7 separate regions of the Mus musculus genome follow, and regions 2, 3, 4, 5, 6 and 7 are each linked to region 1. Evidence: chromatin contacts called from public promoter capture Hi-C and targeted proximity ligation data. All regions are on one chromosome and are shown on one strand. The core of a region is the stretch at or near the end of the contact, and the rest is flanking DNA. Distances in the headings are between cores, read along the strand shown.

Region 1 (4,011 bases), core at 359-2,858:
ATTAGTGGGCCCTTTAATAAAAGTAAAACAAGCACAAAGTTGACTATAGGGCCTCAGAAGGAGCTTGGACAACTCAGAGGTCGTTTAAGGTTTTAGCTCCATGTTAAAGATCTCACTAAGGGCTGGGTGAGGGAAATTACGGAGAAGGGATAGCCCCATGTGGCTCTGTGGGGAAGGCTAGGTCATTTGAAGTTAGAGATGGTCCAGGGATACTGGTTTAGGCAAGAGCTGAGACCTGGGAGGTTGGAGCCAAATAAACACCCAGGTGTGTTGTATGAAAAGGGATTAGAGGGATAGGAACTGGGGACAATTAGACTTTAGCTTTCACTGTCATTGGCTCCTGGGATTTGTAGCAGCCGCTGGTCCCCTGTCACCTCTGTGGAGGAGCCACAGTGGGGGTGGCAGAGAAGGAAAAAGGGTAGCATGGTCCTTCAAGAAGTCTTGGAGGCTCTCGATTGTGGGGGAGGTCATGGAGATTCAAGGACTACAGGGTTAGACATATAGACTGGGCAAAACCCCATGATCCTTTGGAAGAACAGCAGAGGTCGAGCTGGCCTGACTGGAAGGTGTGGGTAGAGAGCAGCAGCTCTGGAGATGAAAGAAACAAGCAAGCTATGGGGGCGGACAGGAAAGTGACTTCTCAAGGCACAGCCTCCAATCTGGGCATGCTTGTCCACACCTATATCTCCACCATTCAGGACTGAGAATGACAGAAGAATCCTTTCTAGTTCAAAACCAGTCCGGCCTGCACACTGAGTTTCAGGCAGTCTGGGCTACCGAGTGATACCCGGTATCAATAATAATAATAATAATAATAATAATAATAATAATAATGGCAAAGCTTAGGTGTGAGGCGAGGCCCTCTGGGTCCTGTCTGTGATTCCGGCTCCCCTTCTGTGGAAGGATGAACAGCAGAAAGGCATGTCAGCACAGTGGCTACATCGCGGGCAATGGTGATGAGCAAGGAGCATAGAAAGAAGGACTAGGCAGATGTGGGCTGAAGGGAATCACAAGGGAAAAGCTGTGTTATGATCTGAGCATTAGGCTTTTAAACAGTCACCTTTGTTTGTTTATGCGTGCACCCGCCATGCTGTGGCACACACATGGAAGACAGACAACTTGCAGGAATCAGTTCTCTATCATATGAGACCCAGGGACCAGAAAATTCGTCTCTGGGTTTGAGATTTTGGGGGGCGAAGGGTGGAACTGCTCACCCTTAGCATTTAGAAGCAAGGCTGATTATCCTCTGGGTTTGACGGTTTCTAAGAGCCGGACCCAGCCAGGGGCCAGCCTCTAAGATCAGCGCTGCTCATGTCTGGGACCCAGGGCACAGAAGCCTAGAGATTCTTGGGGTGGGGGGTTGACAGTGTGACTGTATCTCAAGCATCCCATAGGAAGGGTGATTAGCCACAAAGAGAAGCCAAAGAAGAAGAGAAAGTCTAGGAGACATCTGGTCTACCCCACTAGCTAAGAGGCTAGTGGGTGGTTCGGCAGAAAGGTCCTTAGAAGTTCCTTGTGGACTGAGGATTAAGGCTAGAGCAGGAGAGGAAGTTCCTGAACTACTTACAGCCTCTGGCTTAGCTCCTCCCTCTTTCCTGTCCCCAGTCAGTTTCACTTTTGTTTTCCTACCTTAGGCCTTCTGCCTGGGAAGGACAGCAGGCATAACTGACTGGCCTGAGACACTGGCCTGAGACAGCAGGGGTGAGTGTAAATATGGGGTGCTGGGGAGCAGCTGAGAGCGTGGGAGAGAGGACTGGACAGGGGAAGTGAGTGGTCCTCTTCTCCTCCCATGTGTTGCCGCCCAGGACTCTGATGGCAGAGGTGGAGGCAGGGGCAGCCTTGGAGCTCCGGGGACTGCCCCCAGAAATACCAGATGAGCTCATTACTCTGTACTTTGAAAACCACCGTCGCTCGGGTGGAGGACTTCTATTGAGCTGGCAGAGACTTGGCTGTGGGGGTGTCCTCATCTTTCAAGATCCTGCAGGTGAGGAGGTTGAATCAAGAGGTTGCCTGGGTGCCCTGAAGCGTTGCCATCTCTGACACTTTCATCTCTGCTCACAGATGCAAAGAGGGTCTTAGCCCAGGCAGAGCACCGACTACATGGTGTCCGACTGAGCCTGAGGCCAGCCCCACCGCGTGCCCCAGAACGTGTGCTTCTCCAACACCTGCCACCTGGCACTTCACCTCTGAGTCTGGAGCAACATGTTCAGGCCTTGCTGGGTGCTGCAGGACACCCCGTGCAGACTTGCCATGCCCTGGCCAGTCCTCGGCAGGACTGTGCCCTGGTCCAGTTATCCACGCCCCTTTCTGAGGCAGGTAAGAGGCACGTGAGAGGCAGGGCTGGTGGGGGGGGCGGCATAGCTTCTAGTTAAGGAGGGTGCCCGAGTTGATTCATATACTGCCCACAGAGGTCAGTGCCCTGGCAGAACAGGCCCGGAATCTGCCCCTGAATGGAGCCACTGTGTCCTTGGCCTGGGTGCCCCAGACCCGAGCAGTACGTGTGGTGGACAGTGCTTCTCCTGTGGACCTGTTATTGTTGGAGCTCTACCTGGAAAATGAGCGTCGCAGTGGTGGCGGACCCCTGGAGGGTCTGCGCAGCCTGCCTGGGCAGCTAGGCACTGTTATTTCCTTTCAGCAATGGCAGGGTAAGTGGTGTCTGAAATTAGGAGGACCCTTCCTCTACGCTAGAGACTCAGTGTGCTTTCTGTCTTCTCTCTCCCTCCAGTGGCTGAACGGGTGCTGAAGCAGAAACACTGGCTACAGGGCATTGAGTTGAGCCTTGTCCCTCACTATGATGTCTTAGAGCCAGAAGCGCTCGCTGAGGGCGTCAGTGGCAGGGACCATTCAGCTACTCAAGAATCTGGAGTCATTGGTCATGCGCCTACAGGAACTGGAGGACTGGCCGGGGCTCTGACCATGGCTGTGGGCTCTGGGGAGGCACCACAACAATTAGGAACCCTTCTAAGGGCAGGTCCTGTAGGAGCTCCAGGACAAGCCCTGCCAGTTGACTCGGGATCAATTAGGATCCAGGGGAGTATGGGGTCTACAAGCCCAGTCGATCCAGTAGAGAGCTCTACAGAGCTCCCAGAGCAAGTAGGACCCATGGCCTCAGACTCAGTGGGTGTTCAGGAGCAGGAGGGCCTGGGGGAAGTTGCCACAGGGCAAGAGGGGCTAATGGGTCTAGTGGGGACAGCCATGGAGTCTGTAGAGACTGGGCTGGAGAGCCCTGGGTATGGGGAGATGCAGAAGCAAGAGGGCCTGGTGGAAATGGTGATGTCAGTGGAACCAGGAGCTGTGCGCTACCTGCAGCTTTATTATGAGGACCTCCTCGCCAGCCTAGAAGATGTTGCCCTTTTCCCACTTGAAGGAACGGATGTGACTGGCTTTCGGGTGAGTGACCCCCCCTCAGGATCCCCTCAACTTTGCCTCTTCTCTTACTGGGACCCAGGTACCTTTCCTGTGCTCTGAACCCATAAGCTGCCCTCCTTCTGGTCCCGCAGCTGTGTGGAGCCAGGGCCCCCTGCCAGGCAGCCCAAGAGTTGCTTCAGAGTCTGCTGGGCAGCATTAGCTGTCACACGCTGAACATGAAGCACCCGGGCAGTGCCAGGTTCCTGCTGGGTGTGGAGGGGCAGCACCTTCTTCACAGACTGGAGGCTCAGTTCCAGTGTGTCTTCGGGACAGAACATCTGGCCAGCGCCACCCTGGACATAGACCCTGAAAGGGTAAGATGGAGTTCTACCTTTGTCCTTTTTTTTTTTTTCACGTGCCAGACCTAGATGTCTCCTCCTCTGCTGTGACCCTGACATCCTCTTCCCACAGACAGATCCCACTGAGGCCCTCCAAGTCCTCCATGGCCACATTACAGGCATCGATCAGGAGAGCTTGAGACTGGGTAGGACTCCTAGGGAGCCCGAGTACGTCCTGCGGTCTTTTCTTAACAATCCCCTCCCTGCCCTGCCCTGCCCTATCACTTGTTCAGTGACGCCCTTTTGGCCTACCTTGTACCCACGG
Region 2 (4,212 bases), core at 1,676-4,175, 330 kb before region 1:
CCCCACCAGGATTCATTCACAGTCAAAGGTCACAGTCAGGTAGGAGATGCCAGTCTGACTCTGGGCATGACGTCATCAAGTAGATAAAGCCCTGGGCTGAGAACTCCAGAGCTACCACCCTGGGTTACTGCAGAGGTTACTCAAATGCCTGGGTCCTTCCGAGACAGGAGACCCAGTACCCACCCTTTAGGCTATCTCTTGATCTCCATCAAATGAGAAAAAAGCTGAACCCCCCCCCCAAAAGGGAGAGTGGGCCAAGCCTACAGTCAGACTTTGCCAAAACCCAAATTCCAAACAAGAGGAGGCGTAGGGTCCCTGGCTCATCAAGTCATTTCCCTGACAGTGGAAAAAAAAAATGAAGGCAGGAGATAAGGTCAAAGAGGAGTGTCCTCAGGGCAAAACAAGGCCACAGGGGCAGGGAAGTGCAGAAGACTCAGATAAGGATCGTAAAGATACTGTTTGCTCTAGCACTGCCTGCAGGGCCATGGAGTTATTAAACATTATATAAACAGCAACGGAGGTGGGGTGGGGTGGGGTGGGGTGGGGGGGATACAAACTTTATTCTCAAGGTGAACCCGGCTTGTGTCTCTGTCTACCATGACCCCCGCTCCAGATCCCTGTGATGCCCACAGCTTGGTTGGCTGCAGCAGCCCAGAAGGAAACCACCATGCTGCTGGCAAACGGACAGAGGGTGTCTGTACATTTTCACCCCCCAGGAGAATACTGGTGCCCTGGTACACTGAAGCAGGTCCATACTCACCAGCCTGTGGTGACGTTGACCTCCAACTGTCACACAGCTCCTTCACGTCTTTCAGTTTAGACAGAATGGCATACAGAGGCAACCTGTGCCTAGTTCTCATGGGTTTGTTTTGGTGGGTTTTTATTTTGTTTTGTTTTGTTTGTCACTATGTGGCTTGAGACTCACTCTGTAGACTGGCCTTGACTCATAGAAATCCTCCTGCCTCTGCCTCCTAAATGCTGTGCCACCGTGCCTGGTAGTTTTCAGCCTTTTTACAGAGAATGAACGTATATACAGTCTGTCTGTAGAAAGAAACATTCCGGGCTGGAGAAATGGCTCAGCGGTTAAGAGCACTGACCATTCTTCCAGAATGGCCCCGGGTTCAAATCCCAACAACCACATGGTGCCTCACAACCATCTGTAATGGGATCTGACACCCTCTTCTGGTGTGTCTGAAGACAGCTACAGTGTACTCATAAAAGTAAATAAATAATATTTTGCCAGGCAGTGGTGGCGCACGCCTTTGATCCCAGCACTTGGGAGGCAGAGGCAGGTGGATTTCTAAGTTCGAGGCCAGCCTGGTCTACTGAGTGAGTTTCAGGACAGCCAGGGCTATACTGAGAAACCCTGTCTCGAAAAACCAAAAAAAAAAAAAAAAAAAGAAAGAAAGAAAGAAGAAAAAAAACATTCAACTAGACTTCTCTCCAGTGGTTTCATAAAGCAGCAAACACCTGCTCTAAGGAGAAGACACAGCTGGCAAAAGAGAGACATCCATACAAGCCAGCAGCCTGCACCATGAAGACTGCCAAGACTCAGGATAGAGCCCTAGAAAAGATGACTAGATTATGACCTTTGATAGACAGCCCAAGGCAGCTCAACAGGAAACTAAGCCACAGACCATCTCCCAAAGTTAGTAGGTAACAGCCTAGAGATTTGAGCTAGAGGAAGTGGACGTTGTTATTGGGAACCTGCAAGGACTCCACTGTACTGTGCAGTAATTCCTAATCAGAGGTTAAAACTCCCCTTTCTGGTAGGGTGGTGGTGGTACACAGCTTTAATCCCAGCACTAGGGTGGCAGAGGCAAGCAGATTTCTGTGAGTTCGAGGCCAGTATGCTCTACAGAGTGAGTTCCAGGACAGCCAGAGCTAAAACCAAATACCCCAACCTTGGAGGGGGGTAAGCAAGGAGCCAAAAACAAAAAAAACTAAGACAAACAAACAAAAAAACCCTTGCCTTTCTAGCCAGGCAGTGGTAGCATATGGCTTTGATCCCAGCAGAGGATCTCTGAGTTGGAGGCCAGCCAGCTCTACAGAGCTAGTTCCAGGCCAGCCAGGGCTGTCCAAAAACAAGAGAAACCCTATCTCAAACAAAACAAAACAAAACAAACTCCCAGGGCTGTCTAGAGGTGTAAGTGACAAGTAATACGGATATGTGGAAAAGTTTTTGCTACAGTAAAGTGCTGTCTGTGTAAAAGGCAACTTGTCTCTGAGCAACAGGACTCCCATCAGAAAGCACACACCCAGCAGGGCTGTACACTGCAAGCCAAACGTTAACCCACCTCCTGGCCTCTCATTATCTAAACCTACAAGGCCAGATGTACTAGAAAAACAACTTCGCAGAAGTTTAAAAACAACACAACTGAAGAAGGGCCATACTCCAAGGGCAGGGAATAGGCAAGGACACCCCCAGGGCCAGAACAAGGGGCTAAGGGAGTGAGGGCATGCTAACCCAGCGGGAATCATGGGGTTGTCTCCCTTCCAGAAGCTGATAGAGAGGACAGAGCAGCTTCCCGGGGAGACCCGAGGGATGCGCTGAGGACAGAGGCAGAAGGAAGAGGACCCTGGGGTGAGGTTAAATAATGCTGAGTCTTCCCAAAGGCTCTGGGGAAAAAAAGAGGAAGCGGGAATCAGAGTTCTCCAAAGCTTTGGGGTCGATGGGCAGGGCCCGGGCCTGGACTGGATCCAGAACCTCCGGGTACAGAGAGAGATCCCAACGCAGGGATGCGGAGCGCAGAGTCAGGGACCAGGGCGTGCGGGGGCGGGGTCCTCACCGGCCGCCACATGTCCCCGGCAGTGCTCTCTTCCCGGTTTCGCCGCAGACGTCCCTGGTGCCCAGACGACCCCGCGAAAGAGTAGGCAATGCGCTTGCGCACCGGCCCACACGCGCCACACAGACCTGGGTAGAGTGGAAGGGCCACGCCCCCAAAACGTGACGTGACCGCCTCGGCGTGCAGCGGCCCCTTGAGGTCGCCCGGGGCATAGCCTCATGGGAGACACCAAGTGATGAGTCTTTACCAAGTGTTTTCCTTTGTTTATTGTATGTGAATGTTATGGAGCAATTTTCAAGAGTCGGTTGGTGCTTGCTTTCCACCGTCTGTTTTATTTCTGTTGCCCTGTGCAAGCCAGGCTAAGTTTGCGGGCAATTTTCCTCTTCCCACTCCTATTTCACTCTAGAAGTGCTTTTTACATTGTTCCAGGAACTTGGCTTCCTAGGGTAGCCCTTTTACCCACTCAGCCATATTCCCAGACCCTTGAATTGGCTCTTTAATTTTGTCGGGCTCTCGTTCCTTTCTGAAAAGTGACAGTGTAACTCAAAGCTGACACTTGGTCATTTTCACAACTCTCAGTATTCGCTCGCACAGGCAGTTTGGCAACACCTGTTGAGACAGCCACCAAAGCTAGAGACACCCTCGCTTTCTTGCCAACTATGTCAGTTAGAGTCCAGGTTCTTTTTTGTTTGTTTGTTTGGTTGGTTGGTTGGTTTGTTTTGTTTTGTTTTGTTTTTTCTTTTCTTTTTTTTTCTAAGACAGGGTTTCTCTGTGAAGAGTCCTGGTTCTTTGTCCCCCTACTCTTCACTCTCTGTGATACCCAATCCTTCTGCAAATCCTCCTCTGGAGGGGTCCTTACTACCTGGTTCCTCAGAACTCCCCTGAAGTTCCTGCTTCCCTAGCCACGGGTGCTCTTCTCAGCAACTGTCCTAATGTTGACCATTGGGTTCTTTGAGGTCACCTGAGCCTCCCCCCACCCACCCACTGGAACTGGCAAGCTGCCTTCTGGTTGAACATGGCTCTAAGCAGGCTCTAAGATAATGTCATGTCCCCAATTGGCTTTGGAGTGCCTGGAAGGTGGCAGAGTGGCTGTATGAGGGGGTCACAAAAGTCTGTGAGCCAGACGATGTCAGGCAATGGCCTCCTTCCAGTTCATTCATTCTGGACGTCCTTGCAAGCCTAGGAAGTACGTGTAGCTGAGATGTCTGGGCGCAACTGGAAAGCAATGTGTCAGGGACAAAATGGATTCAGGGTGCACAGAGCCCAGGATGAAAAGGCAGAAATGGGTGTTCCGAGACTGGGCTACTTATAAAGCACAGGGGAGAGAGATTGTGGCAATTAGGTCCAGATATACAGTAGGGAACAGATCAAAGTCCTCAGCCCTGTGAGGTCACACCCGAACCAGGGAGACCTAGCTGGGAGCTAC
Region 3 (3,999 bases), core at 224-2,723, 350 kb after region 1:
ATGTCAGGCGTCCCAAGCCAGCCATCCCTGCCTGATCTATCATCTGTTATAGGCCTTGGGGGTGGGGGTGGGAGGTCTCAGTTTCTGACCCAGTAACCGAGGAAGGAGGAGGAGATTTAAAAAGCTGAGGATCCAAGGAGCTGCCTCAGCGAGGGCTGGAGCTGTCTGGGTACAGCAAGCTAGGTAAGACTCAGGAAGAATTGCTCCAGAGACAGTTGGAGTGTCTTAGGCACCCTACCATTGTTGTGAAGAGACGCCATGACCATGGCGACCAACTCTTGGCAAAGAAAGCATTTAATTGGAGGCTTTCCTATGGTTTCAGAGGTTAGTCCATGATCAATGATCATCATGGTGGGGACATACATGCAGGCACGGTAATGGTGACAGAGGGGAGAGTTCTACATTCTGAAAGAGACCCTAGCCTTGGCATGTGCTTTTGAAACCTCAAAGCCCACCCCTGTGACACACTTCCTTCAAGAAGGCCACACCTCCGGATCCTAATCTTAGAATAACACCGCTCCCTGGTGACTAAGCATTCAAATGCATGCGCCTTTGGGAGCCATTCTTATTCAAACCACCACATGGTTTGGTTCATGGCTTGGTGGGAGGCAGAGTTGGGGCTTGGGTAGCCCGAGGTATAGGAGCTGAAGAGCGTGAATGCCCACTGCTTGGAATACTTCCCCATGCACTTCCGCCTGGAGCAGTCTGTCAGACTAGTTCATCTAGCTTCCCTGGCTTAGCGCTGGGCAGTGCCTATAGTGTGGTTGGGTGGAGAGCGGGGATTTAGGGTAGAGGTTGGGCCAGCCCTGGGGAGCATGAACCTGGAAAGGAAGACAACCGGGCGAACAGTATACATACACACTGCCTACGCAGACACAGGGAAGACAGTCTCAGAGAAGGAGGGGCTGGACAGACAGGGCATGAGACATACCACCTCGGGACTGGCAAGGATGCAGAGGAGCCCGCATCAACAATAGTGGGCACTTGCAAATGTATTTAGGAGGCATCACCAGCCTCACCTCATTTGCTCCACACCCCAAGTGTTTCAAGTTCAGGGAGAATGACAGTACCTGACCACGCCCGTTCCTAGGATATTTGGCTATGTGGTCTAGCCCAGCCCCTGACCCTACTGGGGCTTCCTCAGAAGGATCTAAAACTGCCCTGGACCCCTCCCCCAGGCAAGAGGGGGATGGGCAGTTGGGTTAAAGACCTTTCTCTCCTCCACGATAGTCCATGATCTCCATGGACACTGGTGGGCAGGGCCAGACTATGCAGTGGCCATGTCCCACTTGGCTCCAGCAGCCTGGGCAGACACCCTTCACAAGTCCATGCTAGGATATCTCTGTGATTGAACAGCCAATCACTGGCACATGCTCAGACTCGCATGTACCTACGTCTATGCCCACGCCACCACGCCTGTCTGTAGGCCCGCCTGTGGGCCCGCCCGGGGCCTGATTCTAGGTCAGGTCTGGACACAACTTCACTGGAAGAGTGGTGGCAGGTGCCGCTGGTAGGAACACTATGGCTGGGGGTGTGTGGGGTCGGGGCCGGGACGGCCGGGACGGCCCTGTGGGCTCCCTAACTCTGACAGCTCTAGCGGAAGGAATCCGGGCTAGCCAGGGGCAGCCTGTGGGACCCTCTTCTACAGGCCCTCAGTCTGATCCCCAGGAGCTTGGGCCCGAGCCTGAGCCCTATATTCAAACACTCACCCCTGCCTTTGAGGCCCAGCCTGGGAATGAAGTGGTTGCCCCCACAGCTGGTAGTGAGATCTATTCCCCACACAATGCCCAGGAGCCAGCCCCCGAGAGACCGTACCAGGTGAGTAAGAGGGCAGATGCTGGATGATGCAAAGTTTGGCTGTTCACTTGGGCACTAGAAAGACAAGAAGTACGGGGGGGGGGGGGGCATTGAGGAGTCCTGAGGGTAAACGGATGGAAAAGATCATACGGGAGGAAGGTTTGTCGCCATCTGAGGGATGGGAAGACTGGAGGACTAGGGAGGATAGTTGAGATCGGCTTGGGGACTTCAGAAACTCCACGTTTCATTCTTCCATCATAGGCTTCCCAGTATTCCTGGGAGGAAGGAACCCTTGCAGACCTTGCGTTGTATACAGCTGCCTGTCTGGAGGAGGCTGGCTATGCCGGGACCCAGGCAACAGCGCTCACTCTGTCCTCAGCCCTGGAAGCCCGGGGGCAGCGGCTGGAGGACCAGGTTAGCATCCCCATCCAGAGAATCCTGCAAGCCTCCCTTCAACCTCGACCACACTCCCCCTAAAGGCTGCTCTGAGTGTAGGGAGGTGCGGTGCTGGCAAGAGTTTCCTTTTGAGGTCCTGGGGCTCTAACTACTGACGTTTGTTCCTTTTACCCAGGTCCACGGTCTGGTGCGTGGGCTGCTGGCACAGGTCCCTAGCCTGGCAGAGGGGAGACCCCGGAGGGCAGCCCTACGGGTGCTGAGCGCACTGGCTCTGGAGCATGCGCAGGACGTGGTGTGTGCGCTGCTACCCAGTTCGCTACCCCCGGACCGGTAACCCTCCCCGCCCAGCCGCGCTGCGCTGCCCCACGCGGCTTCCTTCCCCCTTCCCGCTTGATAGCTTGGTCATAGGATCTGGTTCCTGCAGCACCGGGCAGTAAGGGAATAGGGCCCCGGAAATCCCTTCCCCTAGACTTTTGCTGGTGTTACACCACCATACCTGGGTTTAGTTTAACTCTGACACTCTCCTCTCTCTCTCTCTCTTCTCCTTTCCCTCCATCCCCTGCTTTTTACCTGAAGATGTGGGCGGCATAAGTAAGCACGGTGGCTTGATCACCTAGAAGCCTCTGGCTCTTCGGGTCATTTACCCCAATATTTATTTTTGGTTAATTCTTTACAATAATTTTAAAAATTAAAAAAAATAATGTTAGGTCTGTTTCCCAGTAGCTGACACAACGGGGCTCACAGTGTAGTCCAGAGGGCTGCTGATCTCTGGGGCTGGCTCTGTTGTCGTCTGCGTTTGTCTTCTCTGGGATATGGGATGGTGGAAGGGTAAAGGATGGTTTGCTTCTGGAGCCTTTTCCTAGAGGTCGCCGTGGTGGGCTTTCCTGAGGATTCTTTGCAACTCCTCTTCACTACATGGCCCCTCACCCCTAGGGCAGCCTCTGAGCTGTGGCGAAGCCTAAGCCGGAATCAGCGAGTAAACGGGCAGGTGTTGGTGCAACTGCTGTGGGCACTGAAGGGTGTGGCGGCTCCCGAGTCTGAGGCCCTGGCAGTAAGTGGCTTCAGCAAGAGCCATCAGGGGGCGTGGCCTACACATAGGGGCGTGGTCTGGCCACAAGCAGCCAAAGAGTAACCACTTACGGTAGGACTAGCTCCAGAGTTACACTTGTCTGGGATATCCTGTACACATCCAAAAATTGTCAGAATTCCAAGGGTGGGCTCACTTGATCTACAGGCCACTCGCGCTCTTGGAGAGATGTTGGCCGTCTCTGGCTGCGTGGGAGCCACTCGAGGCTTCTACCCTCACCTGCTGTTAGCACTGGTCACACAGCTGCATGAGCTGGCTCAAGGTGCTCATTCCCCCGACAGCCCTAAGGTTTGGGAGCCTTCCCACCGAGGGCCACCTCACAGCCACGCCAGGTGAGAGAAGGTACCCTGGGATACGTGAGTGGTGGGACAGGCCTCCCTTGCCCTCACTGCCCACTGCACAACTGTTCGCACCTCCAGCTGCACAGTGGAGGCCTTAAAGGCCCTGCTCACAGGGGATGGTGGCCGAATGGTGGTCACATGTATGGAGCAAGCAGGAGGCTGGAGGAGACTGGTAGGAGCCCACACACACCTGGAGGGTGTCCTGCTGCTGGCCAGGTGAGGAGGCAACCCAGGACAGTACAACAGGAGAAGGCTCCCTGCTAGCCAGGTGCGATGGTGGCATGGGGGAGGAGGTGGGGATGAGCCCTTCCAAGCGGAAGAAGAACTCCCCTTTCCCCTACTTCAGTGCCATGGTGGCACATGCTGATCACCATCTCC
Region 4 (3,940 bases), core at 427-2,926, 400 kb after region 1:
CTATTTCTAGAACACAGCTTCTTTCTGCTTTTAGAAAATACTTCCCAGAAGATTTCACCTCAGTGATGCTGGTCTCTTCATAATCACCACTAATTTCTTAGCTCCAGCTAAACAGCATCAATTGCCCCAGTAGTCCCTTCTATTCTTGACTCTAAAGCCAGAGCCACATGCCCGAAGCTGCTGAGTTCTGCTGCTTGCTGGAGCTGGGACATGGGCACCTTGTCTTATGACATTATCACCAACCTTTTGTTTTTCAACTCCTTCAGTGCCTAACTTGGCTGTCCTGGAACTTTCTCTGTAGATTATGCTGGCCTTGAACTCAGAGATCCTCCTGCCTTTGCCTCCAGAGCACCTGCCTGTCTCTAGAATGCTAGGATTAAATGTGTGTCCCATCACTGCCCGGCCTGCCCGGCTATCTACCCTCACTTCTTCTTTTTTTTTTTTTAAAGATTTATTTATTTATTATATGTAAGTAAGTACACTGTAGCTGTCTTCAGACACTACAGAAGAGGGAGTCAGATCTTGTTACAGATGGTTGTGAGCCACCATGTGGTTGCTGGGATTTGAACTCCGGACCTTCGGAAGAGCAGTCGGGTGCTCTTACCCACTGAGCCATCTCACCAGCCCCTACCCTCACTTCTTAATGCTTGTCTTACAGGTATTCACTATCAAACCCAGCTTCTAGAACTTCTTTTTCAGGCGTAACAGTAGACTATGCAGATGTAGCTCACTGGTAGAGGCTTGGCCGGACTTGAGGCCTTAGGGCTCCAAAGATACTGCACATTCCTACATAGTGGCACACTCTTAATTGCAGCACTTGGGTGGCAGAGGCAGGCAGATTTCTGAGAGTTCCAGGCCAGCCTGGTCTACATAGGGAATTCCAGGACAGACAGAGGTACATAGCGAGATTCTGTCTCTAACAAAACAAATCACTGGATAATATCCCATTTCCATGTAAACAGTCATTCGGGTTAGCTATTATAAATAATGACATACAAATATGTTAGAATCGGTGTTTTCTACGCGTTGGTTATACACCTAGACGTGGGACTGTCTGATCACGTGGTAACTACCGTGAGTTTTTTTTTTTTTTCAGTATTTTCTAGAGGTTGCAGCCTTTCCTACTAAATGCCCTCAAGAATTTTCTTAACACCTGTAATCATCCGAAAAAAAAAATTGCCTCCGATTCCTTTTCGCTGTTCTCGTGCTGCTGCGGCAGCAAAGGCGTTAAAATGGCATCCCTTTGATTCCAGGTCCGGAGGCAGAGGAAAGAGAACTTCCGTAAGTTCGAGGCCAGCCTAGTCTACATAGCGAGTTCCCCAGTTATGTTTCTCTCCAGCCAGAAATACATCCTGTCTCAAACAAATAAATTGATAAAAGGAATTCCTGGGTCTAGGGGAAACTGTTAGCAACCTATCTCCTCCAAGTCTTCCGAGGAACCCCCAGCGGTGGAAATGATGCGCAGGAATTGGTGCAGAAGCCAGATTGCGGGCCACTTCCGGGCGCTTCAAGATGACGGATTTTTCTCGTTCTGCGCATGCGTCCTTCCAGGGTTGCCGGGGCGACGGTGCCTTCCAACCCCGTGTCCACGCATAGTGAAGTTCGGCGTTCTCTCCTCCCCGCCTGCGGGGACCAGTCGCGCGGCGATGACGTCGAGGGGGTCTGGCTAGGCGTCGCGGACTCCGGAGATGGAGGAAAAGGAGCAGCTGCGGCGGCAGATACGCCTCCTGCAGGGTGAGCTGGCTGCGGTCGGGCCGTGTGTTCCCTTGTTTCTTGTGATCGCCGTAGACCCTCTCCGAAGCGAGTGCTGTCGGTTGCGGTCTCCCGATGGTCGTCATGGGTGGGCATCGGAGCGGCCGAGTCGGGTTCGGCCCTCGCGTGACAGACCCGCCAGGCTTCGGGGCGAGGGAGCGGGCCGGGCCTCCAAGGGGCTGTCAGGAGATGATAGCACGGTGGTCTTACCAGCGAGTGGTCGCGGCAGCCGACTTCCAGGTTCGGCTGGCTCGGAAGCGTTTCTCTTCCGCTGCCGTTGAGTGCCTTTGGCTCGATTCAGGCACAGCCCCCACGTACTCAGGGCTGACTACCCAGGCACCAGCTTCAGCTTCAAATGTTTAGACTCAAGTTGGTCTTTATAAGCGTTCATATCGTTTTCAAAGTTTCCCCCACAAAAGCATGTCCTAAGGAGAGTCCAAGTGGCCTTCCTATTTGAGACTACTTCGTGCGTTTCCCTAACACCCGACCGGAGGTGTCTGGCAGGATTCGAGGGTCGAGGCAGGCCCTGTGTGTGTGTGTGTTTGGTTATTGGGGATCCAGCGAGCCTGCTGGCGTTCCTTCACTCTTCTTCCAGGGCTCCATGAGTCACTTCATTGGAAAATCCTTGTGGTGGTGGTATCAGGTGTTTTTCTGTAGGAGATGATGTTAGTTAGCTGTTGGGTCATCATTGTGTTTTTGTTTTTTTGTTTTTTATTTCTGTCTGTCACGTACTGGGTTAGAGAAGCGTCAGTTCTGAGAAGACAGTTATGCACTATGGTGCAGTCCTGCAATTTTCCCCGTGAGTGGGTAAACTACAGGGCCTCAGTGGAAGACTTGTCCAGTTCTTACCCAGGCACCACAGGTTTCTGGTCCCTGACTGTTTTTTTTTGTTTTTTTGTTTTTTTTTTTGGTTTTTTTTGTTTTTTGTTTTTTGTTTTTTTTGTTTTTTTTTTTTTGGTATAGGGAGTGACACTTGCTCTCAGAACATTGTAGATCTCATAGGCCAGGGGGTAGAAGCAGTCATACCACAAAAGCTGCCATCTTCAGGATAAGCAAGCCAAATACTAATAGTGATGGAGAAGTGCTCACAGAATTGACAAGCCTAGAGATTTGGACTGAACTTTACATGGTTTCCAGTCACTTAGGACTGCTCTCAAGTCAGCAAGGCGAGCAGGTCTGGAGTATTAGGGTAGGGGTAGTAGTCTTGATTGGTGCTGTTTTTATTCACATCTCCTAGGTAACTGAGCGTGTGATTCTGCCTTCTCAGGTCTAATTGATGACTATAAAACACTCCACGGCAATGGCCCTGCCCTGGGCAACTCATCAGCTACTCGGTGGCAGCCACCCATGTTCCCGGGTGGCAGGACCTTTGGCGCCCGCTACTCCCGTCCAAGTCGGAGGGGCTTCTCCTCACACCATGGCCCTTCGTGGCGCAAGAAATACTCCCTTGTGAATCAGCCTGTGGAATCTTCTGACCCAGCCAGCGATCCTGCTTTTCAGACATCCCTCAGGTCTGAGGATAGCCAGCATCCTGAACCCCAGCAGTATGTACTGGAGAGACAGGTCCAGCTCAGTCCAGATCAGAATATGGTTATTAAGATCAAGCCACCATCAAAGTCAGGTGCCATCAATGCTTCAGGGGTCCAGCGGGGGTCCTTGGAAGGCTGTGATGACCCCTCTTGGAGTGGCCAAAGACCCCAAGGAAGTGAGGTTGAGGTCCCTGGTGGACAACTGCAGCCTGCAAGGCCAGGAAGAACCAAGGTGGGTTACAGTGTGGACGACCCCCTCTTGGTCTGCCAGAAGGAGCCTGGCAAGCCTCGGGTAGTGAAGTCTGTGGGCAGGGTGAGTGACAGCTCTCCCGAGCATCGGCGGACAGTCAGTGAAAATGAAGTGGCCCTCAGGGTACACTTCCCATCTGTCCTGCCCCATCACACTGCTGTGGCTCTGGGCAGGAAGGTAGGCCCTCATTCTACCAGCTATTCTGAACAGTTCATTGGAGACCAAAGAGCAAACACTGGCCACTCAGACCAGCCAGCTTCCTTGGGGCCAGTGGTGGCTTCAGTCAGACCAGCAACAGCCAGGCAGGTCAGGGAGGCCTCACTGCTCGTGTCCTGTCGAACCAGCAAGTTTCGGAAAAACAACTACAAATGGGTAGCTGCCTCAGAAAAGAGCCCACGGGTCGCTCGGA
Region 5 (3,975 bases), core at 1,122-3,621, 330 kb after region 1:
CACCATCATCAGAAGTTACAGCTGAGGGCCCAATACCCCCAAGCCTCCGTGCCATGGTAATGAGAGAACGTAGCTGCACAAGCCTCAGCGGCCCCACTTCTCTGGGATCCTGGCTCTCTAGCCACCTCAGAGCTGTCTCTAGTCCCCAGACAGCTTCCCCAGCAGTAGGTACCAACACTCCTCCTTGTTCGGTGGCCTCCTCCTCCTCCTCTCCAGCCCCGATGCTAGAGGGCAGGCTAGCTGGGGATGGAGGAGCAGCGGGGGCCACCTCTTCTCTGCAGCCTTCCGGAAGGCCTCCATCATCATCCAGGTGTAGCCACTGGGCCACCTCTTCAGGTGCCAGGCGCTTGTAAGCCAGAGCTGCCAGATGTGTGAGGTCACTGAGCACCCTGCTGTGTTCGGCAGTCTCCTCTACCTGGTGAGCTGGCTGCTGCCCAGGCTCAAAGGCTGCTCGCAGACCCAGCAGCCAGCAGCGCTCTATGCTGCCTGCCTGGACCAAGTCCCAAGAGAGGCCAGCCAGGTACAGCATGTCCTTGAGAACGAAGCTTCTCATGAAGTCCAGAGGGGAGCCACTGGCACAAGACACAGCAAGCCGCAGGAGCTCGCGTTTGTACAAATGCTTGAAGGCTGCCACCACGCCGTGCTCCAACGGTGCAGGGATGTGTGCTCGGCTGGTGCCCTTGGATAAGAAGAGCACTCGAACTGCACCATCAGGTGTTTGAAGTTCCTCTGGGGACCCAAGGAGCTCAGGCTGGCACTGCCTGGGAGTCTCCTCGCTCTCCTCCAGGGGAGGCATGCTAGTGGCCCAACTCGGACAGGGTGGATGGGCCACCAGCAGCACAGCCTTCTGTTGCAGGCAGCTTCGGCGCAGGTAGCGCTTGACGCCAGGGACAAATTCCTCGAAGAACCAGCCCCGAAGAAGCGGGCGACTGAGCCAGGCATCCGGACTGTAGCGGTAGGAGGCCGGGAACTTGTCCTGGTTGTGGTGACGCAGGCTGGGTGGGTCCGGTAGCTGCCCGATGACTAGTGGTTTCAGCTTGTGGCTGCCCGTCAGGTTGGCGGCCAGCAGTACTGTCACTCGGTCACTGCGCCAGCGTCGGCTGCACCCACCAGGCTCTTTGGAGTCCCCAGTGCCCGGAGTTGAGGCCTGCTCCGGAAGTAACCTCCAATAGAGACCAGTAACGTTAGCATTGTAGATCTGCTCGTCGCCATAGCCGCCCTCGGAGTGGGGTAGAGTGGCTGGCGCGCCGTCAGGTACGAGAACTGCGCCTGGTGACTGCGCCGGCTCCTCTTTGACAGGCGCGGGGCCTGCGACCGGGGACTCAGCCTCACCATAGATGCGCTGGCTAGAGATGCCATGGCGCTTCTGCCAGCGCCAGAACCAGCCGTGGCTAGCCTTGAAGGTACACTCGGGGCCGTAGATCTGGCGAGCAAAGGCCTCAGCCTGCGCTTGGATAACTGGCCCGGATAGCGGCACACCGTGCTGGCGCAAGGTGAGGAACCACGAGTAGACGGCGCGGTCGATCTCCTCCTCGTTGGCCAGACGCATCTTCTTGCGCTGCGTGCCCACTTCTCCACCCAGCTGGTCCAAAAACCAGCGCAGCTTGGGCTCGTCCTTGAGCCAGCCGCGCAGAGTGCCGCCTGGCACGCCGAAGTCGCGGCACACGCTGGCCTGCCGCTCACCGCCCTTGACGCGCTCGATGGCTTGCAGCTTGTCTTTGATTGAGTAGGCCTTGCGGAAAGTCATCTTCACGGCCACCCGGGGCCGCGGCCCGGGCGCTGGGGGCGGCGGCGGGCGCGCCGTGGAACCCGGGCCGGGCGCCGGCGATCGCGGCGGCTCAGCAAGGCACCGTGGCTGGGGAAGACGAGCGCGATGCGGGACCGGGTGCAGGGCTGGGCCGGCCGGAGGGCTCGCGGGGTACATGGCGTCGGCGCCAGGGACCACCCGGGAAAGCGAGCCTGACACCCCGCGCGGGCCGCTCGGGGCGGGGCTCGGGGGCGGGGCTGCCCGGGTCCCTCCCTTTTGTCTCGCCAGCCTTGCCTGCCCCGGCCCGCAAGGCCCGCCCACTTCGCCTCGTGGCGCCTGCGCACAGTCTGGCCTTGGGCGCGTCACTAGCGCGTGCGCACATCAGCTTCATTACGTCCCGCCCTCGTCGGACGGATCCACTCTTCGAGCTGAGGAGGGGTTCGGCGTGTTGGGAGATCCGGTTCTCCGCTCCTAGCGACAACTCTTGAGGTGAAGCGCGGCTCTCAAGGTAGCTCTTCCTTTGCTTCTACCATGGTGGTTCCTGCATGCATCGTGATGCACGCTCTGAGGGCAAGACAGCGCGTGCCCAGGGTTGGACCCCCCGCCGTGCCTTTCGTGGTCTATGCCGCTGCGTTTTCCGGGAGCTGCGCGGGCGCCCTCCCTCTCCTTTGCAGTCCTGAGCTCGCAGTTCCAGGTTTTGGTTGCTGCGTCCTTGGCTGGCGTGTGAGTACCGGGGGCCCCGCCTCAAGGAGCGCACGTGCGGCGGAGGCCTGGAGTGCCCGGGCCCCGCGCCGTTAGGGTTGCCTCCCGTGGGACAGTGCGGGCTGCGGGCGGGCGTCTGGGCCTGTGTGGAGGCGGGCCGCTGGCCACATGGTTGCCAGATTCCGGAGCGCTGCTTCAGGCTGGCTGCGCGGTGGCTCCGCACATCCCAGCACGGCACGGCCTTGAGTGACACGGTTGCCTGCGGTCGGGCTGGCTCCGGAATTTTGGGGGCCCAGCTCTTGCTAACGCCCTAGGTCTTTGCGGTTAAGCACCAAGGGCGTACCTAACTCTAGGCATAGAGGGAGGTTGCTTCGGGTGCTGACTGGTGGAACTCGTACGGTCCACGAACACAGGGTAGAAAAAAGGGCGTGGTGGTGTCGATTTGCTCAAAAGTAACAGGACTAGCTCTACTTACTGATTTGAATAAGGTGATCTGGGCAGCTTTCTTTGGAAAGGGGCGTTGAAGGGTACGGTCGCCCCTTTTCTAATACATGAGCACTCTCTCCGGGCATCATGGTTTTCTAGAGTGAACGGCTACCCTGCAGCAAAAAGAACTTGGTGAAGCTATAATGTTGGGATGCTACTCCCAAGGATGCTTCTGAATTGGCCCTGTCACTCGGGGATGGATAACTGGGTCTTATCTCAGGCGGATTCTCATGGATGAAGCAAAGGATGGATGTGACAGGACTACCGAGTGCCCCCTAAGCCAATCCCGTGGGGCAACAGAGTCAAGAGGAAGAAGTCAAAGGGACAAGGAGTCCCCTTCCCAGGCTCTGTGATGGCCAGTACATCATGAACCTTCTCTCGGACTGTGGGAGGAGAACTCAGCAAACAGTTGGAGAGTTGGCAGAGGGAGCCATTTAGACTTGGTTGCCTGGGATTTGCTCTGCATGGCTTTCTGCCCTCTCAGGAGAAGGCTGCTGCAGGGTCGTCCTCCGGGCTTATCTTTTGGATAGGTGAGGCTCCGTGGCATAGTACAGATGAGGCAAAAGTGCTTGAGAGGGCTTGATAGCAAGAGTGACACTTGGGGGATGCAGGTAGGAGATGCTGGCATTAAACATTTCTTCTGAGCCAGGGGTCTAAGATGCTGTGTGCCTATTGAATGTTGGAGTCATTGAAACATGTGAAATCCGGGTGCTGGAACGTGCTTTGGTCTCCAGTTCCACACATCACTTGACTCAGCAGACTTGGGTGGTTCTACCAATCAGAGTTTTCATTCTCCTTCCTGTGTCTAAGATGACACACAACCAATGCCCCCAAGGTATGGTCCAGATATTATCAGGTGTAAAGGAAGAGCTGAGAAAGCAAGTCGTCTAGCAGAGTCCCAAGACCTGTGTGTCAGGTCAAGGTACCGTCTGCTGGAACAGAAATAGAGCCAACAAACAATAGCATTTGGGGGTAAGGAGATTGGGGCTGGGTGGGTTTAGACTGGAGTGACAGCATTAGCCTCTGGGTCTCAAAGTGGG
Region 6 (4,287 bases), core at 1,685-4,184, 360 kb before region 1:
GCCTCTGTATTATAAGCCCTGGGGAAGGGCACGGCTCTTTACCCCAGAGAGATCACTACAACAAAGCAAAGAAATGACTTCACAAAAGTCCAACTTGGCAAACTACTACTACGTAATTTAATGAGTTTATTATTAATAAATTATTATTATTTAATGAGTTTATTGGGTCTACTTACAGCAGAAGAGGTAAAGAGTTATATTACAGGAGAATGATTCAAAAGCAGCGGCATTATCACAAAGCTCACCCAGGAGCTGGAGAGATGGCTCAGCTGTTAAGAGCACAGACTGTTCTTCCAGAGGCCCTGAGTTCAATCCCCTGCAACCACATGGTGGCTCATAAAACATCTATAATTGGATCTGATGCCTCTTCTGGTGTGTCTGAGGGCAGCTACAGTGTACTTGTATACAGAAAATAAATAAATAATTCTATAGGACTTCAGGCAGGCAGATCTCTGAGTTCCAGGCCAGTCCCTGTAGCCAGCACAGTCTAGGCTAACTGAGATATGTCTGGGGAAAAAAAAACAACCAACCAACCAAACAAACAAACAAACCAACCACACAAAGCTCTCCCTGCCTGTATGACCACTCTCACCCCAGAGCTGCAGGTGTTAAGAGCTCCCTCTGGTAGTTTCGGGAATTCTTGAACCTTCTACTGTTTACTTCTGGAGTCTTTTTTTTTTTTTAATTTATTTATTTATTATATGTAAGTACACTGTAGCTGTCTTCAGACACACCCGAAGAGGGGTTCAGATCTCATTATGGGTGGTTGTGAGCCACCATGTGGTTGCTGGGATTTGAACTCAGGACCTTCAGAAGAGCAGTCAGTGCTCTTAACCACTGAGCCATCTCTCCAGCCCTACTTCTGGAGTCTTAAGAACCTGTCTCCAGGAGGAATGTTGATCAATTTCTTCATAACTCAGAGTCTCACTGGGTCACCAGACTGGCCTCAAATGTGCATAGTCCTTGAGAGTGCTGGGGGTTTACATGTGACGTATGATGTCACAGGTCTATTTATTTATTTATTTATTTATTTATTTATGGTATTTTTCAAGACAGGGTTTCTCTGTATAGCTCTGGCTGTCCTGGAACTCACTTTGTAGACCAGGCTGGCCTTGAACTCAGAAATCTGCCTGCCTCTGCCTCCCAAGTGCTGGGATCAAAGGCATGCACCACCATGCCCGGCTTTTTTGTTTGTTTGATGTCACAGATTTTTTTTTTTTAAGATTTATTTATTTATTTATTATATGTAAGTACACTGTAGCTGTCTTCAGACACTCCAGAAGAGGGAGTCAGATCTCGTTACAGATGGTTGTGGATGGTTGTGAGCTACCATGTGGTTGCTGGGATTTGAACTCCGGACCTTTGGAAGAGCAGTCAGATGCTCTTACCCACTGAGCCATCTCACCAGCCCGATGTCACAGATTTTAAGAGTATTGTTTTTCAAGATTTTTTTTTTTGAGACAGGATTTCTCTGTGTAGCCCAGAAAGATTTTTATTTTAAAAATTATGTAGGACTGGTGAGACATTACTCAGCAGTTAAGAGCACTGGCTGCTCTTCTGAAGATCGTGCATTCAAATCCCAGCGACCAGGTGGTGGCTCACAACCATCCGTAATGAGGTCTGACTCCATCTTCTGGTGCGTCTGAAGACAGCTACAGAGTACTTACATATAATAATAAGTAAATCTCTGGGGCTGGAGTAAGCAGAGGTTCTGGGTTCAATTCCCAGCAACCACATGATGGTTCACAACTATCTGTACAGCTATAGTGTATCATATACATAAAATAAATATTTAAAAAATTATGTATATATGTGCCAGCATGTCTGGGCAGCTTTCGTCCCAGGGCTTGGGAGGTAGACTCTGAATTCGAGGCTAGTTGGGTCTACAGAGTTTCAGGACAGCCAGGGCTATGTAGTTGAGACCTCATCTCAAAAATCAAGAAAAAGAAAAAAAAATAATTTCTTTTGCTTGCTTGTTTTTGTTTTTTGTTTTTGTTTTTGTTTTTTTTTAAGAAAAGTTTTCTCTGTATAACCATGGCTGTCCTGGAACTCACTTTGTAGACCAGGCTGGCCTCAAACTCAGAAATCTGCCTGCCTCTGCCTCTGCCTCCCAAGTGTTGGGATTAAAGGCTTACACCACCACTGCCCAGCCAACAAAATACTTTTTAAAAGAGATCTTTTTTTTTAAATTTTATTTTATTTTTATTAGGTATTTTCCTCGTTTACATTTTCAATGCTATCCCAAAAGTCCGCCATACCCACCCCCCCAATCCACTACCCACCCACTCTCCCGTTTTGGCCCTGGGGTTCCCCTGTACTGGGGCATATAAAGTTTGCAAGTCCAATGGGCCTCTCTTTGCAGTGATGGCCAACTAGGCCACCTTTTGATACATATGCAGCTAGAGTCAATTAAAAAGAGATCTTTAGTGTGATACAGGGGTGATCTACCACATCACCTCATCTACAGAGTGGGGTGGCGATATTGCATGTTTCTGTATCCTTTTCCAAGCCTATATACCCTTGTTTTATTTTCTGGGATTTAGCTAATGAGGCAAGTCTTGAAGGGTACAGAACAGAAGGAAGCAGAGGTCCAGCACCCTCCAGCTCTGTGACGAGGCTCATCAGTCCTTTTTTTTTTTCTTTCTTTCTTTCTTGTTTTTTTTTTTCGAGACGGGGTTTCTCTGTGTAGCCCTGGCTGTCCTGGAACTCACTCTGTAGACCAGGCTGGCCTTGAACTCAGAAATATGCCTGCCTCTCTCAAGTGCTGGGATAAAAGGCATGTGCCACCACGCTTGCTCGTCAGTTCTTATCAAGCTAGGCCACTAGGGGCCGCTCTTCGCTCGCAGCCACGGCGCGCAGGCGCAGATGCGAAGCGGCCCGGAACCCTGCTTCTCAACCACCTGGTCCTCTTAGAAGGCGGTCCGGGCAGGAAGCGCAGGCGCAGTACTTCGGAACCCGGTGGCTGGGTTGGCGCGCGCGGCCGGACCGAGTCCGCTGCCGTCCCTGTCCCCCGAGTCGGCGGCTCCGGCGTGACAGTGGCGGCGACATGTACGCGGTGTACAAGCAGGCGCACCCGCCCACCGGGCTGGAGTTTACCATGTACTGCAACTTCTTCAACAACAGTGAGCGCAACCTCGTGGTGGCCGGCACCTCGCAGCTCTATGTGTACCGCCTGAACCGCGACGCCGAGGTAGGCCGTGTCGAGGCAGTGCCGCAGTCATTCGGCAGGTTCCCCAGTGCAGGAGCTGAGGTTTGCCAAGGGTCTTTGGGCCCCAGAGCCAGTTCATCGCTGCCTCGTTGTTTGGCCTCATCCTACCCTGCCCGGACACCTCTGCCCGCGGTCTACTGCTTGTTCTTTGGAGATCGATTTTCAGGAGATTGTTGCACACCTTCCACGAGCTTAGCAGCAAAGACAAGCCAGTGAACCCTTGAGGGCGATGATTCTTTAGGAAGTCAATACTGCCACACACAGACGGCCACAGTGTCTCTCTAGGAGTAAGACCCAATGAAGGAGACTGGGTGTTTCTGTACAAAACAACCAGAGCTCTTTCTGAGATTGAGCAGATTTGTTGTGGAAGAACGTTTCTTCCTAAAGGAGCAAGGCTGGATGTTTCTCGGGGACAGACTATTGTCAGTAGATGTAGTAATGTGGAATGAATTCATCAGTACATTGATAACGGGGGTGTTTTGGTTGCTAGAGAGACAGCAAGCGGTTCAGGAAGCCCTCCCCCCCTCCCCCCAAAAAAAAGGCAATTTCCGTGGCTCTTTAATCCCAGTTCGATCCATTAATCCCAGGTGGAAGCAGACAGATTTCTGGGTGTTCCAGTTTAAACTATTTCCAAGCCATCTAGGGCTACATAGTGAACCTCTTGTCTAAAAACAAAGCAAAAAAGCCAAGAAGGCAGATGCTTTTTTTAAAAAATTAGACTTATTCATATTCATTTGTGTTTGCTTGTATATATGTATGTACACCATATGCATTCTTGGTGTCCATGGAGGTCAGCATTATGGATAGTTGTGCCATCAAGTGGGTCCTCTGTAAGAGCAACAAGTGCTTTTGATGGCTGTGCATTACTGCCAACATGCAGTTTACTGGGGTGGCAGAACTGGACAGGGAAATCTCACCTTCATAGAAGATGTGTTTTAAATAGACAAGGAAGTGTGGGGGAAGTATGTGGGAGTTAGGCAAAGGGGTTTCAAGGAAAGTTAAGTTTTTGTGGTAGAGGCTAAGGGAAGGAGGAAGGAAGGGAAAGAACGGGTAAGAAGTAACAGGGCAGGGCCTCCACA
Region 7 (3,925 bases), core at 406-2,905, 470 kb before region 1:
CGCCTTTCTGTATAGCTCTTACTGAACATGAGGACCTGATTTCAGACCACAGAACCTATGTAAAAGCAGGATACAGGTGACACAGCTCTGTAGCCAGCACTGGAGTCAACAGAAGACTCCCTGAACCTTACTGGCTGGCTAGCCCACTATTGAGTTCTAGTAGATTTGCATGTTTGCTTGTAAAATGGGGGTGGGAGGGTGGGGTGGAGAAATGGTTCAGCAGTTATGAGCATTTACCGATCTTGCAAAAGACCCCAGCCTGGTTTCCAGAACCAACATGGTATGTCACAGCCACATGGAACTGATGCAGGTGCCCCCTTTTGACCTGAAGCTTTCACATGCACATGGTGTATTTTCCTACGACTAGGGAAAGTAAATATTTTCTAAAGTGAAGTAAATCCCAGACCTCTCTTCCCACCAGACTGACAACAGAGGATTCCTCCAGAGCCAGTAGCCTAACATCCTGACCCTCCACGTAGATGTGCCTTTGGAGTTAAAGAAGTCTAACACAGCTTAGTGAGTGCCAGGCTCTGGGGTTTTTTTTTTGTTTTTGTTTTTTAAAGGATCCTGTGAACAGATGGTGTGCAGCATCTGAGACCAAGGCCCTGAGTTTGAACTCCAGAGATAGCGGATTTCTAGGGTATAACTAGGCAGAGAAATCCCTGAGGAAGAGCAACTCTCACCCTCTGTGGTCCTTGTCTCCTATTCGGGTACCTCCTCTTCACTGAGAAACCATGTCTTAAATTCACGAGATTCATAACGATCCAAGCCAAAACTGCTAAAGCGTTCCAGCTGAGAAGCCACATACAAAAGATCCTGAGCCTGAATGATTCTTGCTATCCTGGGTCAGTAGACTTCCTGTGGGCAAAACACCTTACCCTCAGAACTATGCTACAGTCCTCAGCCCACAACAGAATGGAAAACCAGGGCCTAGGCCTTACGCAAAGCCGCAGCAAGGGACAAGACTGGGGACCAGAAAGACTGATGAAGCCCAGGGTTTGCTTGCTTCTAACATCTCCTACGAGTCCTTAAGGCACGCGTCCCTGGGGAACCCCGCGTGACTGTCCTTGATCTGGCTCTAGCTTAAGATAATAGGACTGCCTAACTGACAGGACAAGCCAACCAAACACCTGTCATAAGAGGAACCGGTGGCAGCCCGCCTGGCCTCCAAGCAAGGATTGCTTCTGGGTGATGCTACTGCACACAGGACACAGCGGTCTCTGCGGCATACAGACGCGCACGCTCGGATCCTTGGAGAAAACAAAAAGCCCGGAACATCAACTGACCCGGGCGAGCCTGGAGCCACAGGCCGAGACCGGCCTCGCCCGCCCCTAGGTCTCCCTTCGCTTGCGGCCCATCCCCGCGCGCCGGCGGCACCTCCCGAGAATCCGCCTCAGCCGTGGTCTTCAAGCGCCAGTCCCCGTCGAACCTGCCGTCCAAGTGCCCTGACCACTAACGGCTGCTTGACTCTCAGCTCGACTCGAATCCCAGCCCCGCGGCCCCCGCTCATCCGCCTCCCCGACTACCAAGGCCTGCAACCCTTCCTCGCCCAGCAAGCCTCGCCCAGCTCCGCGCAGCGCCGGGGCGCGCTGTGATGACGCAACAACTCATAGGCCCGCCCCCTCCCCGGGGGGCTCAGAGCATCTGCAGCACCGCCCGGCGGCCGCTCTCATTGGCTAAGGACAGGACTTTACGGTGGCGGCGGGAGATTTCCCCTAAACTCACGTTCGGGCTGCCATGGAGCGGCTCGCGACCGTTCGCGCGCGGCTACAGGAGTGGGAACGCGCTTTTGCACGGCTGCACGGGCGACGGCCAGCGAAGGTGAGGTGGAGTTAGGGTCCGGACAGGGGCGGCAAGTGGGGGATCCTGGCGCAGCCTGTTGCTGACAAGCTTCTCTCCTAGGGGGATGTGGAGGCGGCACCTGAAGAGACCCGCGGTGAGCACTGGGCTGGTGGACCAGGGACAGGGCGAATGTTAGTGGGTATGCCCCTGACCGCCGACTTCTGCCTTCCCAGCGCTCTACCGTGAGTACCGTAACCTAAAGCAGGCGGTGCGTCAGGCTGACGACAGACATCGTGTCCTAGAGCAATCACTTGCCGAGGCAGCTGAGGAGGTATCAGTGAATCCCACTCTCAGCGGTCTGTGGTCCAAATGGCAGGAACCGAGAGCATTTTGCAGCCGTGCCTCCATGGAGCACAGAAGTTGGGTGGCCAGGTCCTCCCATGGGGGTTAGGGGAAGCTTTAGAGGCACTTCTGTGCCCATGCCATCTTTTAAACTGGTCTAGGTTGCTACTATCTACTGCAGGCACAGGAGCCAAGCTGCTGGGGTCCCCACCTGAGTCGAGCTGCAACGCAGAATACGCAGTCTATGCCAAAACAGAGCCTACTGAGTTCTGTACAAGACTATGGGAAGAGGCTCAAAGCCAATCTGAAAAACACAACACAGGTAAGACGTGGAGGTGAACCCAGAACTGCCTTTGGCCCTTGGGTGGTTTGCCAGGGTCCTTCTATGTCCACCCTTCCTTATAGCACGCACGTACGCTCCTGTAATAACTGGGACTAGGTTCCTAACGGTGCTCAGGCATCTCCACTCTTATTGTCTGTCCCAAACTTCTGCAGTAACCCAGGTCCTGAATTCCGATTTGCTGTTCTGTCTTTCTAGACTGGACCAACCCAGAGCAGAAAACTCCAGCTTCAGAAGAGATCCTTGTCCACAGTTCCTGCCCCAAGGCCACCAGGCTCAAAGACTGAATCCCCCTGTCCAGACGAAGCTGACGATGCACTTCCTCGGGTTCCTGAGCCCCGGCCGAGGCTGGGCCAGCTCCAGCAGCTCCGATCATCCCTCAGCCGGAGGTTGACTTCCCTAGACCCTGGTTGGTTAGAGAGGTGTCACAACAGAGTTTCAGATCTTCTAGAGGTTCCGGGTGCTTGTGGGCTTGACCTGAGTGCAGAGGAGTCACAGCCTCAGATGTCAGGCAAGGTGAACATCGCTGATCCTGACATCCAGTCAGAAGTATCTGTACAGAGCCCAGAGGCCATAGCCCAACAGCCAGCCCAGGTTTTGTCACAGAGCCCCAAATCCATCAACAGTAAAGGCAGGAAGCGGAAGTGGAATGAGAAGGGGGAGGACTTTGCACAAGACCAGCCCAGCAGCGGAGCAGGACCCCTGTCTGAGGGAGCCAGGGCTACAGTACATGGGCAAGACCCTCCAGGAGAACCCACACAAGTGAATGTCCCTCAGCCATGCAATTCCTCAAACCAGGCCAGGACAGAGAAGGCTAAGGGCACAACCCACCTCCATGCCTCTCCTCGACCAGCTTCCCTAGACAGAGGGAACTATATTCGACTCAACATGAAAAACAAACGCTTTGTACGAGTTGGGGCCAATCGGGGCAGGCTTCTCCGTAAGCAGGTGAGATGTGCTGAATGGAACAGGCCAGCCTCCTCTCCTCTCCTCTCCTCTCCTCCTCCCTCCCCCTCCCCTCCCCTCCCCTCCTCCTGTCTCTTCCCGTCTACTCCTGAATGGTTCTTCCATGTGTGGCCCTTCCCCAGGTATGGAAGCAAAAGTGGAAGAAGAAACAAGCTGCGTTTGGGGGAAGTGGACCCAGGGCCACAGACAAGGACACTTGTTTCCGGTGTGGGCAGTTTGGTCACTGGGCATCCCAGTGTTCCCAACCAGGTAAGCCTCTCCCTTAAGTATTGGGTCATTTGCCCACCGTGGGTGCTAGGGAATCACTTACACAAATGAAAGGCTCCAGCAGCCCTTGACCCTGGTCCAGGCCCCACCCTGACCGTCCAAGAGGAAGGTGACAGGGATGACAAACAGCCCATTTCCACCTTGGAAGAAGTAGCACAGAGGACAGGCACTGCTTCCTGTCACCACTCTGGTGAGTGAGGGGGAATGGGTGATGTGACTGCAGGCCAT

What was found. Promoter capture Hi-C pulls out the DNA fragments that hold promoters and counts their contacts.
Region 2: a contact with region 1 is called in a promoter capture Hi-C map of pre-B cells. A contact is called at or near these places in 3 of 39 promoter capture datasets (cranial neural crest, liver and pre-B cells), 3 of 130 datasets of targeted methods (effector CD8 T cells, memory CD8 T cells and pancreatic cancer cells) and 2 of 9 other capture datasets (adipose tissue and liver).
Region 3: a targeted proximity ligation map of pancreatic cancer cells shows a contact between it and region 1. A contact is called at or near these places in 3 of 39 promoter capture datasets (the SN4741 cell line, erythroid cells and hippocampal neurons) and 2 of 130 datasets of targeted methods (bone marrow-derived macrophages and pancreatic cancer cells).
Region 4: a targeted proximity ligation map of pancreatic cancer cells shows a contact between it and region 1. A contact is called at or near these places in 8 of 39 promoter capture datasets (cranial neural crest, embryonic stem cells, fetal liver and 4 more) and 1 of 130 datasets of targeted methods (pancreatic cancer cells).
Region 5: a contact with region 1 is called in a targeted proximity ligation map of effector CD8 T cells, with 10 read pairs. A contact is called at or near these places in 6 of 39 promoter capture datasets (the SN4741 cell line, cranial neural crest, erythroid cells and 3 more) and 5 of 130 datasets of targeted methods (bone marrow-derived macrophages, effector CD8 T cells, extraembryonic endoderm stem cells and 2 more).
Region 6: a targeted proximity ligation map of pancreatic cancer cells shows a contact between it and region 1. A contact is called at or near these places in 5 of 39 promoter capture datasets (the SN4741 cell line, cranial neural crest, embryonic stem cells and 2 more), 2 of 130 datasets of targeted methods (effector CD8 T cells and pancreatic cancer cells) and 3 of 9 other capture datasets (adipose tissue, liver and pancreatic islet).
Region 7: a contact with region 1 is called in a targeted proximity ligation map of pancreatic cancer cells. A contact is called at or near these places in 4 of 39 promoter capture datasets (the C10 cell line, the HPC-7 cell line, liver and 1 more), 1 of 484 Hi-C or Micro-C datasets (embryonic stem cells), 2 of 130 datasets of targeted methods (memory CD8 T cells and pancreatic cancer cells) and 1 of 9 other capture datasets (liver).

The regions. Positions count from the first base shown.
Region 1 is chr15:76,241,037-76,245,047 of GRCm38.p6, reverse strand. Parp10 (poly (ADP-ribose) polymerase family, member 10) reads left to right here and starts at 1,608. Exons shown (of 11, transcript NM_001163575.1): 1 at 1,608-1,701; 2 at 1,806-1,984; 3 at 2,062-2,316; 4 at 2,409-2,645; 5 at 2,726-3,390; 6 at 3,501-3,722; 7 at 3,820-3,892. The coding sequence starts at 1,813.
Region 2 is chr15:76,575,072-76,579,283 of GRCm38.p6, reverse strand. It overlaps Adck5 (aarF domain containing kinase 5), which reads right to left and starts at 2,925. Exons shown (of 15, transcript NM_172960.3): 1 at 2,790-2,925. The coding sequence starts at 2,801.
Region 3 is chr15:75,886,246-75,890,244 of GRCm38.p6, reverse strand. It overlaps Mroh6 (maestro heat-like repeat family member 6), which reads left to right and starts at 1,473. Exons shown (of 14, transcript NM_001282443.2): 1 at 1,473-1,818; 2 at 2,059-2,211; 3 at 2,369-2,523; 4 at 3,127-3,244; 5 at 3,428-3,612; 6 at 3,700-3,837; 7 at 3,968-3,999. The coding sequence starts at 1,522.
Region 4 is chr15:75,839,644-75,843,583 of GRCm38.p6, reverse strand. Zc3h3 (zinc finger CCCH type containing 3) reads left to right here and starts at 1,676. Exons shown (of 12, transcript NM_172121.1): 1 at 1,676-1,734; 2 at 3,020-3,940. The coding sequence starts at 1,689. It overlaps Gm34851 (a long non-coding RNA gene), which reads right to left and starts at 79. Exons shown (of 2, transcript XR_384203.2): 1 at 1-79.
Region 5 is chr15:75,907,740-75,911,714 of GRCm38.p6, reverse strand. It overlaps Eef1d (eukaryotic translation elongation factor 1 delta (guanine nucleotide exchange protein)), which reads left to right and starts at 2,371. Exons shown (of 10, transcript NM_029663.2): 1 at 2,371-2,470. It overlaps Tigd5 (tigger transposable element derived 5), which reads right to left and starts at 1,980. Exons shown (of 1, transcript NM_178646.4): 1 at 1-1,980. The coding sequence starts at 1,924.
Region 6 is chr15:76,606,238-76,610,524 of GRCm38.p6, reverse strand. Cpsf1 (cleavage and polyadenylation specific factor 1) reads left to right here and starts at 2,934. Exons shown (of 37, transcript NM_053193.2): 1 at 2,934-3,190. The coding sequence starts at 3,047.
Region 7 is chr15:76,708,289-76,712,213 of GRCm38.p6, reverse strand. It overlaps Recql4 (RecQ protein-like 4), which reads left to right and starts at 1,655. Exons shown (of 22, transcript NM_058214.3): 1 at 1,655-1,821; 2 at 1,903-1,936; 3 at 2,016-2,113; 4 at 2,306-2,446; 5 at 2,663-3,412; 6 at 3,553-3,679; 7 at 3,780-3,887. The coding sequence starts at 1,738. It overlaps Lrrc14 (leucine rich repeat containing 14), which reads right to left and starts at 1,573. Exons shown (of 4, transcript NM_001358891.1): 1 at 1,287-1,573.